2 separate regions of the Capra hircus genome follow, and region 1 is linked to region 2. Evidence: chromatin contacts called from public Hi-C data. All regions are on one chromosome and are shown on one strand. The core of a region is the stretch at or near the end of the contact, and the rest is flanking DNA. Distances in the headings are between cores, read along the strand shown.

Evidence for each region. Hi-C and Micro-C count contacts between places; a contact is called where the count stands out from the background.
Region 1: a contact with region 2 is called in a Hi-C map of liver, with 8 times the contacts expected there. The contact joins the promoter of LOC102189305 here to the enhancer-like site in region 2. A contact is called at or near these places in 3 of 5 Hi-C or Micro-C datasets (blood and liver).

What each region holds. Positions count from the first base shown.
Region 1 is chr18:64,506,078-64,513,341 of ARS1.2, reverse strand. It overlaps LOC102189305 (putative killer cell immunoglobulin-like receptor like protein KIR3DP1), which reads left to right and starts at 3,783. Exons shown (of 9, transcript XM_018063126.1): 1 at 3,783-3,816; 2 at 3,957-3,992; 3 at 5,146-5,424; 4 at 6,349-6,648. The coding sequence starts at 3,783.
Region 2 is chr18:64,324,374-64,331,769 of ARS1.2, reverse strand. LOC106503874 (putative killer cell immunoglobulin-like receptor like protein KIR3DP1) reads left to right here. Exons shown (of 10, transcript XM_018063117.1): 8 at 207-259; 9 at 371-429; 10 at 431-815. The coding sequence ends at 524. Among named protein-coding and RNA genes, the nearest start is that of NCR1, 77 kb to the right of the region's middle. Within about 2 kb of position 4,984, at least 1 of the 5 cell types and tissues checked has an H3K27ac peak or open chromatin away from gene starts, as enhancers often do.

The DNA of each region.
Region 1 (7,264 bases), core at 2,534-5,033, 180 kb before region 2:
AGATCTCCTGGAGAAGGAAATGGCAACCCACCCCAGCATGCTTGCCTGGAGAACCCCCAGGGACAGAGGAGCCTGGTGGGTCACAGCCCATGGGATCACAAAGAGTCAGACACGACTGAGGGACTAAACTATTCTCAAGGCCCTGAACTTGAAAGCTATAACACTTTCCCATTCGTATAGAGATAAAAAGTGGCAGAACAGACAGAACCTTTTGTCTTGTCAGGGGCTTAAAGGGACATTATGACCAGACCTGCATGGATAACTTGAAGAACAAAGGATTCCTGGATTAAAAGATTTCCACAGTGGAGGGGACGTAAGTACAGCTATGGCTGATCCATGTTGATGTATGGCAGAAGCCATCGCAGTATTGTAATTGTCCTAGAATTAAAAATAAAAAAAAAAGTCTTGCAACAGGACTTCCCTGGTGGTCCAGTGGTTGAGAATCTGCTTCCCCATGTGGGGGACATGGGTCCGATCCTGGGAATGGGAAGATTCCACGTGCCTCGGGGCAGTTAAGCCCATGGGCCACAAGCCCATGTGCCTAGAGCGGGTGCTCCACAACAAGAGAAGCCACAGCAATGAGAGACCCTGCTCCACAGGAAAGAGCAGCCCTGTTCCCAAAACTAGAGAAAGCCTGTGCACAGCGATGAAGAGCCAGCACAGACATTAACTAGTCAATTAAAACACTGCAACAACCAGGTACACCTCCTCCTCTTCTAGTGTGTGTGTGTGTGTGTGTGTGTGTGTGTGTGTGTGTGTGAATTCACACATGGGTATTTAATCTGTATTTTTCTCTCTTCTTGGAATTTTCTTCCCCATTGGCTAGGGTTATTTTACATTCAGTAAACACTGTTGGACCATCCCTCTCACTCCCCAAAAAGCCCCTCTAACTCAGGTAAGATGATTCTTTGGGGCAAAAGTTCACAATCTCATTGGTCTGCTGGCTTTCCAAATAAAGTCACTATTCCTTTCCTGAAGGCCTCATCACTCTGACGCTTGACAAGCAACATGAAGTTGGACTCAGAGCACATTTATGAGACTTTAGCAGAGGTGTCATTCATTTTAGACAAAATCCATAGATGTCATTCTCACAATTGATATCTGTGGCTTAAAAGAAGATACCCAGATGGCGAACAGGCATATGAAAAGATGCTCAGCATTGCTAATTAGTAGAGAAAGGCAAATCAACACTGCAAGGAGGTACCACCTCATACCGATCAGAATGGGCATCATTAGACACTTGATGAATAACAGATCTTGGAGAGGGTGTGAAGAAGAGGGAAACCCTGTTACACTGTTGGGGGCGCACAAGCTGGTGCATCCACTGTGGAAAACAGTACGACAGTTCCTCAAAAAAAGTAAAAACAGAGTTTCCATAAGATCCAACAATTCCAGTCCTGAGCATATATCTGGGAAAAAAACTATACCATGAGAAGATTCATGCACCCCTTGTTCACAGCAGCAAAACTTACAATAGCCAAGACATGGGAACAGCCTAATTGTCCATCGAGAGATGAATGGATAAAGAAGATGTATATGCTTATACACACAGAGAATGGAACACCACCCAGACATTTACAGAATGAAATCATGCCATTTGCAGCAGCATGGATGGACCTGGAGATTAACATATTAATGGAAGTAGACAGAAAGAGAAAGACAATTTTCATGTGATATCACCCGTATGTGGAATCTAAAAGGAACATATCAATGAAACAGGAACAGACTCATAGACATAGAGAACAGGCTTGTGGTTGCCAAGGAGGGAAGGATTGGGAGCTTCGGATTAGCAGACAAAATCTATTTATACATAGAATGGATAAAGAATGAGGTCCTACAGTATGGCACAGGGAAATTTATTCAGAATCTTGGCATAAATCATAATGGAAAGGAATATGCATGTCGAGCTGAATCAATTTGCTGTACGGCAGAAAAGAACTATACTTCAATACATTTTTTTAATTTTTAAAAATCTGTATGCGAGACAGTAAAAAAGATGTGTAGAATAGTTTTTGGACTCTGTGGGAGAGGGTGAGGGTGGGATGATTTGGGAGAATGCCACTGAAACATGTATAATATCATATATGATACGAATCACCAGTCGAGGTTCGATGCTTCAATGCATGATACTGGATGCTTGGGGCTGGTGCACTGGGACGACCCAGGGGGATGGTACAGGGAGGGAGGAGGGAGGAGGGAGGGGGGTTCAGGATGGGGAACACGTGTATACCTGTGGCGGATTCATGTTGATGTATGGCAAAACCAATACCATATTGTAAAGTAATTAACCTCCAATTAAAACAAATAAAGTTATATTTTAAAAAATGTGTGGTTTAAAGATCTGCAATGAAACACTACATGGCAGTAAAAATGCACAAACTGAAATGACAAGAATACAGATCAATTCCAAACATGATATTAAGTAAATAAAAGGAGATTTTAAGAAGGGTGACTGTACTGTTACTCCATTACATACATCATGATCAAGAGGAGACCTGATTTATTGCTTAGGGAGCATCATTAATGTTAACAACCCCCACCCCCAGCACAACGGTGTGGAATCGCTGCCCTTACTGAGGTTCTTTCCTGTCTATGAACAACAGCTGAACTGGGTGTACGTCTGTCCTTGGCCTCCTGAAACAGCTGGGCCATTGTGTCCCAGTTTGGAGTTGGTTGTTGTGGGCACGCCCCTCATTCAAGCATGCTGGAGCTTGGAAGTCTCTACTTGACATATTTTGTGTTCATCTGAGTATCTAGGAAGCAAGGTGGTCTACTTGTTTAGGCAGAACAAATCCCCCTCCCAAAAAACACCACAGTCACCTTTACACACGTTATCTTTGTGTACATGTGTGGTCCTTGGATTGGAAAGGGAGGAAGAGAGAGACAGAGAGAGTGTCTGTGTGCAAAGTCTCCACTCACAGTCACGAAATAATTTCAGATGAAGAAGAGTCAGAGAAACACAAATATCACATGATATCACTTACTTGTGACATCTAAGAAAATGAACTTATTTACAAAACAGACTCACAGAGAAGGAACTTACGGTTACCAAGAGGGATAGTGTCAGGGGGAGGTTATATGGTAAGTTTGGGATTGACGTATACACACGGCTATGTTTTAATGGATGACCAACAAGGACCTACTGTATAAAACAGAGAATTCTACTTAATATTCTGTAACTACCTAAGTGGGAAAAGAATTTGAAAAGCAAGAGATGCATGTATATGTATAACTGAATCACTTTGCAGTACACCTGAAACTAACACAGTTAGTTTCTTAATCACATATATTACAGTGCAGAATTTTTTCATATTTTCAAAGAGCCATAATACACGTCTGGTCCTCTCATAAGAATGCAGAATCAAAGACTCTATTAATGAGTCTTTAATTGGCAATCTGCACTGAGCCTGACATATGAGGTGGGAACATGTGGTTTGTCTTCTGTGAAGAGTTAAGGTGAATGAGATTTATCATGAGCTTGGGAAAAGCATCTTGCATGCTATACATTGAATCACAGTTACTACTTCTTAAAGGCAGCAAGATCTGTTCGAATCCTCTTACGTTGATAGCATTTAGAGAAACAAAAAGTGATGCTCGGGTGGTGAGGCGGGCTCAGTGAGGCGGCTCAGGTCAGACTTCCATCCCTGGTGTGAGTACAGGCTGGCCATCTTCTCATGTGACATCAACCAGGCTGACTGTACCAACAAAACCGACCGTCTTCCGCATCCTGTGACTCTGTCAGCTTTGCTCAGTTCTGCCTCCTGTCTCACAGAAGCAGAGCCATGAGCCCCACACTCCTCAGCCTCCTGAGTCTCGGTGAGTCTGAAAAGACAGTCAGAAAGGGTTATGGTGGAAGTCGGGGGGTCCTCGCACCACTGCCCAGGTTCCCTGGATGAGGGTGCAAGGAGCGCGGGGTCCCTCAGAACAAGCCATCTCTGATGGGGTTTTCCTCCTAGGATTCTGTGTGAGTCTGAGGATCCGGGCAGCTGTGGGTGAGTCCTCCCCATCCCTTATTTCTCTTTTGAGCAGAGCAGTTGTGGCTGATGCAGATGACACTGGGGGCTGGGGTGAGACCCCTGTCAGTACAGTGAGAGCCGTGTGTCCTGTGGATCCCAGGTCCTCCTATTGGCATTGATACTCATCTTCACTCTCCCCAGAGGTTAGCCCAGCTCTGGACTCTGGACCTGAAGGCACAGTGTGAAGTCTGGCAGCTGGGAGCTAGGCCCATTGAGTGCCATTTCAATTATGAGACGGGAGCAAGAGGCTGCACCCCACAGACCCCTCTTGGACAAGGTGGCTCATGGCCTCTCCATCCAGCCTTTGACAGGATCTGCAGGAGCACACACTAGAGCTGACCCCAGGGAAGGGTCTGGACCTCAGGCAGGGCCTCCTGGACCTTGTCACAGATTTGATGTAGGTTACCTAACAAAGGAGCGAGGGTCAAGGTTTACTTCCTTCTTTGCAGGCAAGTGGGTTTTCACTGCTTAGTTGTGTTAGTGTTAGTCACTCTGTCGAGTCCAAATCTTTGTGACCCCACGGACCATAGGTCACCAGGCTCCTGTATCCATGGGATTCTCCAGGCAGGAATGCAGGAGTGGGTTGCCATTTCCTTGACCAGGGGATCGTGCCAACTCAGAGACTGAACCCTGCTCTCCTGCATTGCAGGAAGATTCTTTACCATTTGAGCTACAACAAAGGCAACACGGAAGTCCTTTCCCTTCTTGTCCAGGCATCAATTTTTTTTGGTGATGTTTTCTTTTGCCTGCATTGTGCAGGTTGCAGGATCTTAGTTCCCTGATCAGGGATTCAACTCGGGCCCTTGGCAGAGAAAGTGCTGAGTCCTAACCACTGGACCACCAGGAAATCCCCAATGACTTGTGTTTTGAGAGAAAGTTTCTGAACATTTTGTCAACCCAAGGAGTGAAGAATTATTTCCTAGAATCATATTCTTAGAACCTCATGATGTCCGTCCTGCATTGACTGTGTCTCTGTCTGTCCCCAGGCCCCAGGTGTCCCTGAGCATCAGGCTGATGCACTTTAGGGGAGGAGAGTTGGAAGAATTGAAGGGGAAGTGCCCACAAGGGCAGTGGGGAGAGGGGATCATTCCTAGTTTTCTCTCAAAGCCTGTGTCTCCTTCTCTCCTAGGTGAATATGAGAAGCCCTCTTTGTCAGCCTGGCCAAGCCCTGTGGTTCCCTTAGGGCAGGCTGTGACTCTTCATTGTCACTCCGGTCCTCCATTTGTGATATTCAGACTGCTCAAAAGAGATGGGGCCCGTTTGCGCAAGCTCCAGGAACAACAGTTCAACACCTTCCCCCTTGGCCCAGTGACCAGAGAACATGCCGGGTCCTACACATGTTCTGGAGCCAACTTGTCTCGCTCTGTGCGGTCCAATGTCAGTGACCCCCTGCCGATTGTGGTCACAGGTAGGAGGGGTGCAGCCCAGCCTGGGACATCCGCGCCTGCAGGCAATCCTACCCTAGGTCCACGTGCCCGTGCAGCCAAGACATCCTCAGGACTCCCAGCCAGAACTGAAGCAAGGAAAGAGAACCAAGTCTGAGAGTTTAAACTCAGGGTGTTAAATAGAGGGATGTGTTCCCCTGGCTCAGGAAGCAGGAGTCTCCCTAGGCATTAGTTAGACAGGATGCTGCCACTGCCTGCCAGCTGGGAGGATGAGGGGGGATCCTGATCCAGCACCTGCCACCCAGTAGGGAGCTGTAATCCCATATGAAGGAGCTGGGGTCCCAGTAAAGACCACGTCAGCCCAGGAATGTCTCCAGAGGCGTGAAGTGGCGGTCAGAGGTGGGGAAATGTTCACTTTTTTCTCCACCTCCTTCCCAATCTCCTGCCAATCATCACCCACATTCTAGGAGACGAGTGTGAAGGGAGCCAAGTATGTATTATACCTGGTATGTATTCTACCAGAGAAGCAGACCCACCCCAGGGCCCCCCCACGCATAAAGGGATGGGATGAAGTTAAGAGCACTGCAACCCACTCCAGTATTCTCAACTGGAGAATCCCATGGACAGAGGAGCATGGTGGGCTACCATCCATGGGGCCCCACAGAGTGAGACACAACTGAAGTGACTGAGTATGAATTCATGAAGCTGAGAGCAGATCCGACAGCTAAAGAGCTTAGAATAAACACAGAGGAGGCTGGAGGTCTTGAGCAAAGAGAAACAGAAAAGCATGAGCCAGAGCCTGAGAACAAGGCTAAAGAAAATGCACCAGAACACACAGGGAGGGTAATTGGCTTTGATGGTTCACAGACATTTTTCTCACCTTCAGATGTCAAGAATAGCACCGAGGCGAGGTGACTCACTGAAGCTCACAACCTCTTTGCTCCTAGGTGTGTCCACAAAACCCTCCATCTCAGCCCACCCAGGCCCCCTTGTGCGTGCGGGAGAGAATGTGACCCTCCGCTGTCACTCATCAATGCTGCTTGACAAATTCATCCTGCAGAAAAAAAGCAGCACAGGGCATTTCCAGAGACGTGGAGAGATGCTCACTGGTGGGCACGCCCCAGCTGACTTTTTCATTGGCCCCATGACTTTGGCAAGTGCGGGCACCTACAGATGCTATGGCTCTCTCAGACACTCCCCCTATGAGTGGTCTGCCCCCAGCGACCTTGTGGACATCATCATCACAGGTGAGTGTGACCAGACTAGTCCCTTCTGTTCTCTGTGTCACAGAAGGCCTGGTGTCCAGTCCAGCATCAGTACTGGGAGAGAATGACAGGCGTGTAGAGGCACTCACAAACTCGGGAGAGGGAGCAAACCAGACAGAGAGGAGGTGTGAACACGGAAGGGAAAAGAGAACAGAGTCCCTGCTGTGTGCTAAGGGGAAGACACAGCTGGTGACAGAGGGAAGCAGCAAGAACGTGAAAGATCGACACATGGAGAAAAATGCACCAGAGCAGGGATGCGGGCAGTTCCCGCTCAGGCAGCCACTGATGGTGGTTAAGGGGTTGGTTTCCCACTTTCATGTCAGAGCTCCTTTCCTCAGTCAGCAGCACATGCGGTACCAGACAGCCTGCAGTCCAGCCCCTGGGTGATCAAGATGGAGGTCGACACTCTGACATTGCTCAGCCTCTTGGTTTAACGCATCCTTGCGCATAAAGTGGGGGCAGTTGACCCTCCAACCCTCCCACTGAGGAGTCCCTTCCAGCCCCTGGGGGTGGGCATGGCAGCCCGGAACACGCCCTCAAGAATGAGACAGTCAAAGATCAAAAGAGATTCTGGCAATTTCCACTCCATAATCTCTTC
Region 2 (7,396 bases), core at 3,735-6,234:
ATGGCTGGGCTTGTACATGGTTTTGTGTGTGTGTGTGTGTGTGTGTGTGTGTGTGTGTGTGTGTGTGTGTGTGTGTGTGTAGCAGACAGTCTCAACACCTGGGGCATACCCCTGCCTTTTTCTGGCTTTGATGTCCCCATCAAAGATACGGAGGTCTGGAATAACTGCCTCCACCCCGAAGACCCTTGACTCTCTTCCATTCTCAGATGTTTCCTTCACAGAAGGAGAGCCCAAAGAAGACAGAATAGTGAACAGCGAGGTGAGTCCTCCCAGGACAAACCCTTGCCATAGCCTGAGCCCCTCCAATACCCAGTGGCCCAGCCTTCGAAGGTCACGTCCCAGTCCATCATTCACACCTCCTTCCTCTCAGGATCCTGCAGCAGAAGATGTGATATACGCTAACTTGAACCACAGGACCCTGTCCGAGAGACTTCACTCCCGCTCCCTCGAGCCCCATGCACCCCTTCACCGAGCCCAGTATCCATGAAGAATTCAATGTAAACCACGACCATGCTGAGCCCTGACCTGTCCCCAGGCTGTGAGCACATAGAGTGTTACAAATCGAGGACTTAGGTCTCTTTTTTAAGGGGTTCCTCCGTGGACACTCCTCCTCCTCCAAAGCAGCCCAGCAACTCTGAGGTAACAGTGCAGTCCAAGAATTATAGGATCATCTTCAAAACTCCCACAACCTCTTAGTAATCTCCTGGCTACTCTAGGACTACATTTTATCTATCTCACCATTTGGGGAGAAGGTACAATCAATCACACATCCTGGGCAGGTTACTATGATCATCCTACTTTTTCTAAAATTCCAATAAAGCATAAAAAATTTGCCATTTGACTCTTCAAATTATTCAGTTAAAAAAATAAATATAATGTCTATGTGGTAATGTTTTACAAGGATGAACATATTTACAAGACAGAAACAGACTTGTAGACTTAGAGAACAATCTTAGAGTTACAGAGGGGAAGGGTGGGGGGAGAGATAGATTGGAAGTTTAAGATTGACATGTGCACACTGTTACAATTAACATAAAATGCTTTCCATGAAGAATAATAAAATCAATGCTAGATGACCTTTAAAAAGATGAAGTATATTCTGTTTGAGATATCCATTGTGGTGGCACTAGTGATCTGAGGCCGTGTGTGTGCATGCTAAGTCGATTCAGTCATATCCGACTCTTTGCAAACCCATGGATGGTGAGTAGCTCACTAGGCTCCTCTGTCCATGGGATTCTCCAGGCAAGGATACTGGAGTGGGTTGCCATTGCCTTCTCGAGGGGATCTTCTTGACCCAGGGATTGAACCCACGTCTCTCATGTCTCTTGCATTGGCAGGTGGACTTGTTATCACTGACCCATCAGGGAAGCCCCCTCAGCCTTTCCCAGCCATGTGCCCTGAGGGTGCTGGGGTTCCAGGGGTAGAAACAGGACGACAAATCTCCTTCTGGCTGGATCTGCAGCGGCCGATAAAGTAGTTACCCAGCCACGTGGTACAATGACTCTACACGTATATGAAGTAGAGCATTCAGTTCTTCAGTCACATCCACCACATTTCATGTTCTTGGTAGCGTCATGTGGCCAGGTGCCATGGTGCTGGACAGAGCAGATGTTTAAAAAGTCCCGTCATCACAGAGAATTCTACTGGACATTCCACGCCAGATCACTGAAGGGCTACAGAGGGAACACTTGCCCCCAGGGAGGCTTTGCATGTGTTGTGTTAATCCATCGATATTTGCATGTTTTGTCTTTTTTGCTTCTTTTCACCAAAGCAAAGGATTTGAGAATCTTGTGCCTTTTAAGTTATCAACTGTTGGCACAATGTGGCTTGGCTTAGCCAAGAGGAGGGCTGAAGAGCATAACACCATGAGGACCCCGGTGTGAACTGAGCTGGCAAATGGGGTGAAAATCAAGCTCCACAGAGCCTTAGTTGCTCCCTGAGGTCGTGTGTGTGATCTCTCCCTGGCTTAGAACGAAATCATCCAAGAACTGTTTTACCAACAGAAATGTCAGGATCACTAAAAGTGAAGACATGCTGGGGCTTCTGTGTTGTTACTATGAGGGAACATATACCACACTGCTGTGCGATATATCTGAATGTGCAATCATTTCATAATATATGTAAGTCAGATCATTACCTTGGATACCACAGGACTGTATGTCAATTATAACTCTGTGAAACTGGATAGATAGATGATACATGTGCCTAGTCACTCAGTCATGTCCAACTATTTGTGACTCTTTGGACTGAAACCTTGTAGGGTCCTCTGTCCATGGGATTCTCCAAGCAAGAATACTGGAGTGGTTTGCATTCCATTCTCCATGATGATACATAGATAGACACATAGATAGATCAATAGATTTCAGTGGTTGCAATACCACTTCCTGAGGCAGTTGATGATTAGGGCAGGCTATTTCCTGTCTTTTTTTTACTTTGCTTCATGGAAGTATATCATATATATTAATATATGCGTCTGTCCTCGATCAGGAACTCTGACGAGGACCATTCTTGTCTAACCCTGAGTCTCCATTGGTTGAAGAGGAGAGCAACATGCAGCATCACAGGATGCTTTGAAGAGACAGAATGACTCACATGCTTCCCCTCAAGGGGACAGACACACAATCTGCTTTTTACAGACACTGGCCTGTCACTGGGAGAAGTAAAGCCTGCCCTCTGGGCCCAAGAGGAAGAGTTGTGCTTTCTGGTGGGAGCAAAGTGTACTTTGCAAAACTCCCCAGCCCTCCTCAATCCCCCACACCTCGGTTCAGCAGTTCTCTGAGGGCATCGCTGAAGGTCACACTCAACTCCTCGACTCTCACATCTCATATTCAATCACACAGTAAAAGAATTCAGTCCCCAGGGCCCCTCTGACCCCTGATGTCCTCTCCATCCACAGAGTCCACCCACAGCCACACCAGGATCCCACCCATAACCTCCCTGAGTTATGAGCTCCAGACCCACACTCCCATCTCCAGTTCACCCTCCACTTTTCATCTTTCTAACTCACATTTCAGAATCTGCTTTCTGTCTCCAATCCTTCCATGGTGCCTACATCTTCAGGGCAAACTCCAAACTCTTCTATCTGAATTCAGTCCTGTTCATGGTCCTCCAGAGTTGACCCCTCCCCCCCAACCTCAGCTCTTACCTTTGCTTCCCTCCAAATGATACTCCTGCAATTACACCACACACACACACACACACACACACACACACACACACACACACACACAGAAAATGGGCCATTTAACATCCGTGTGCTCTCTCATATCAGCTCTTCTGAGAACACTCAGACTCAACAAGTTCCTCTTGTACTCCCAATCAAAAGTAGACACAAAGGTAGCCACTACCATTTACATCACTTGTTAATGGGTTTTTGCCTTATTAAGGGGCAATTTTCATAAGAAAAATTGACATAAATCATTTAGAATGCTGGTTGACAGGCCCATATCAGAATAATTGAAGGTCAAAATTATTTATTTTTAATTTAAAAAGTTAAATTTATATTCTCATTTCCCTTTTCTCTACAGCAGCTAATACAATATGACCTTCATGAAGTTTTCTTATCATACAGTCTCTTGCTTCTATATTCCATTTTTTCTTAAAAATAAAATCGTCACCCTTGAACAGAGGACAGCACTGTACATAACCACCATCCACTCCCCCTGGCCCCTCAGTGAGACCCTGTGTCCAGGGTTCTGTGGAATGTTCTTTTCTCTCTAGAATGCACCCGCTCCCACCCATGGCTCTCCACCTCCTCAAGCAGCTGTTCCCTCAAGTACAGTGTAGACGTTGTTGTTGTTGTTTGGTCACTAAGTCAGGTGTGACTTTTGCAACCCCATGGACTGAAGCATGCCAGGCTTCTCTGTCCTTCACTATCTCCCAGAGTTTGCCCAAACTCAAGTCCATTGAGTCTTGATATCATCCAACCATCTCATCCTCTGTCGCCCTCTTCTCCTCTTGCCCTCAATCTTTCCCAGCATCAGGGTCTTTTCCAATAGTCAGTTCTTTGCATCATGTGGTCAAATTATTGCAGCTTCAGCTTTAGCATCAGTCCTACCAATGAATATTCTCAGGGTTGATTTCCTTTAGAATTGATCGGGTTGATCTCCTTGCTGTTCATGAGGTTCTCAAAAGTCTTCCCCAGCATTACAGTCTAAAAATGTGTTCTTCAGTACTCAGCCTTCTTTATGTCCAACTCTCACGTCCATATATCCCTACTGGAAAAACCATAGCTTTGACTCTAAGGACCTTTGTTGGCACAGCAATTTCTAATACAGAGTCTAGGTTTGTCACAGTTTTTCCTGCAAGGAGAAGGGTCTTTTAATTTCATGGCTGCTGTCCCTGTCCTCAGTAATTTGGGAGCCCAAGAAAAGAAAATCTGTCACTGTTTACACGTTTTCCCTGATATTTTTTTTTCTTTTTTTTGCCAGAAATGCTTGGACCAGAGTTCAGGAGCTTCAATTTTTAAAATGATTACAGTGTAGACATGAAACCTAGTTATTTTCTTGTTTCTTCTTTTAAAAAAATAATTGATTATTAGCATTTGATGCCCACATTCTGCAGAATCTGAGTTCTTCAAGCACCTACAGAGGATGGGTTTACCTGGGTCATGGGTATATTTCTGCTGTGTGGCATCAATGCCTGGTACAGAGTAGGTGCTCTGCAATAATTTCTGAACTGACCAAAGATGAGAAGTAAATTCCATTTCTGGGGGGAACTGGGAAAATAAAGTTCTGAGTTCTATTGGAGCCAAACTGTCCCAGACTGACTCAGGACGAGAACCTGGGTCCCACCCTCTAGAGCAGGCAGTCAGGCCGAGCAGAAAGAGAAAGTGCTGAGACCTCAGGTCTGGGCTGAGATGCCTCCTGAGCCCTGCCTGGAGACATCCGGGCTGGGTCCACAGAGGGGCCGCCCCCTGCTGCGAGTCCACGGCCGTGGGAACCCCGAGGGTTGGCAGCAGCCCCCCAGGGACCACATCCTGTTTGTCCTCTAGGGCCCCGTGGGCTCCTCATCTGTACAGGGCGGGGGCGGGGGTGGGGGCGGCTGGGAGCTCAGAGCTGCAGACATGCCTTCCATCCTCTCTGAGCTTCTCCTCCTCTGCCAGATGTGAAAGGGAGGGAGGGGACTGCAGGAGGGCACAGGATGCCCACCCCACCATCAGTTCATGGGAACCTCAGTGCTCAGGCATCTGGAGGGACCAGGAATTCTGATGGGGTGAGAATCAGCCCAAGCTTTCAGTGGCAAATATCTCACTTTCAGGTCAGAGTCTGGGCCAGAGAACCCCCAACCCTGCAGGTGAGTCATCCCAGGGCTCCTGGGTCCCCATGTCTCACTTCAGTCCCAGGAAATCGGTGGGGGAGGAGCTGGGGGCACTGGGATTCTAGAGTGATGCTGCTAAAACCTGGAATGCCTCCTGAGCTGAGCTGGGGAGTGAGGAGTGGGGAAGTCCTGGGACTCAGCCTCTGACTTCCTTCCAGGGACCTTCCACAAACTCACCATCTGGGCTGAGACTCTTCGGGCATCTCAGGGTGCCCATGTGAATACACCGTATCAGAGATGGAATGTGAGAGTGAGCACACAGACCATCAGGGAGTATGCTGCAGTTGGTCTGCACTGTTTGAAGAAAGGAATGGCAATGCCTTCCAGTGTTCTTGCCTGGAAAATCCCATGAACATTGGAGCCTGCCAGCCTACAGTCCATAGGGTAGCAAAGAGTCGGCCATGACTGAGTGACTTCATTTTCTTTCACTTTCTTTTAAAATTTATTTCTTTTACTGGTTCCGTTTTTTAATCTCATAATATTTATATTTTATTGATGTGCAGTTGACTTACAATGTTTCAAGTGCACAGCAAGGTGATTTTCAGTTATACTCATATGCATACATTATTTTTCAGATTATTTTCCATTTTAGGTTATTACAAGATATTGACTATCACTCCCCATGCTATACAGTAAATCTCTGTTGCTTGTTGCATATCTTTTTTAAAACAATTGGAAATCTAGCACTGTACTCGTAGTTCTGTTTTTAAATTGATGGTATATTCCATGTCAGTGTCATGCTGCACTGAGAGTGAATGCACGATGCCAAACTCCCACCTTGTGTGTTAAAAGTAAACGGAAAACAATGGCAACGTTAATTGTGGGAGGAAATATTGAATCACATTATGTTACTGATGGGCATTCCTGGTGACTCAGAGGATAAAGAATCTGCCTGCAACGAAGGAAGATCTCTTGGAGAAGAAAATGGCAACCCACCCCAGCATGCTTGCCTGGAGAACCCCCATGGTCAGAGGAGCCTGGCGGCTTGCAGCCCGTGGGATCACAAAGAGTCAGACACGACTGAGGGCCTAAACTATTCTCAAGGCTCTGAAATTGAAAGGTATAACACTTTCCCATTCATATAGAGATAAAAAGTGGCAGAACAGACAGAACCTTTTGCCTTGTCAGGTACTTAAATGGACTTTATGATCAGACTTGCATGAACAGCTTCGAGAACAAAGGATTCCAGGATTAAAAGATTTCCCATTGGAGGGGATGAAAGTATAGCTATGGCTGATCCATGTTGATGTATAGCAGAAACTAACAATATTATTCAGTTCAGTTCAGTTGCTCAGTCGTATCCAACACTTTGCGACCCCATGAATTGCAGCAGGCCAGGCCCCCATGTCCATCACCAAGGAATATTACTCAGCCATTAAAAAGAATACAGTTGAATCAGTTCTAATGAGATGGATGAAACTGGAGCCTATTATACAGAGTGAAGCAAGTCAGAAATAAAAACACCAATACACTGTACTAACACACAAATATGGAATTTAGAAAGATGGTAATGATGACCCTATATGTGAGACAGCAAAAGAGACACAGATGTAAAGAACAGTCTTTTGGACTCTGTGGGAGAGGGCGAGGGTGGGATGATTTGTGAGGGTATTGAAATGTGTGTATTATCATACTTGCAGCAGATCACCAGTCCTGGTTCGATGCGTGAGACAGGGTGCTCAGGGCTGGTGCACTGGGATGACTCTGGGGGATGGGATGGGGAGGGAGGTGAGAGGAGGGTTCTGGATGGGGAATACATGTGGGCCCATGGCTGATTCATGTCGATTTTTGGCAAAAACCACCACAATATTGTAAAATAATTAGCCTCCAATGCAGAGTTCCTAAGAATAGCAAAGAGAGATAAGAAAGCCTTCCTCAGCAATCAATGCAAAGAAATAGAGGAAAACAACAGAATGGGGAAGACTAGAGATCTCTTCAAGAAAATTAGAGATACCAAGGGAATATTTCATGCAAAGAGGGGCTCGATAAAGGACAGAAATGGTATGGACCTAACAGAAGCAGGGGATATTAAGAAGAGGTGGCAAGAATACACAGAAGAACTGTGCAAATAAAAACC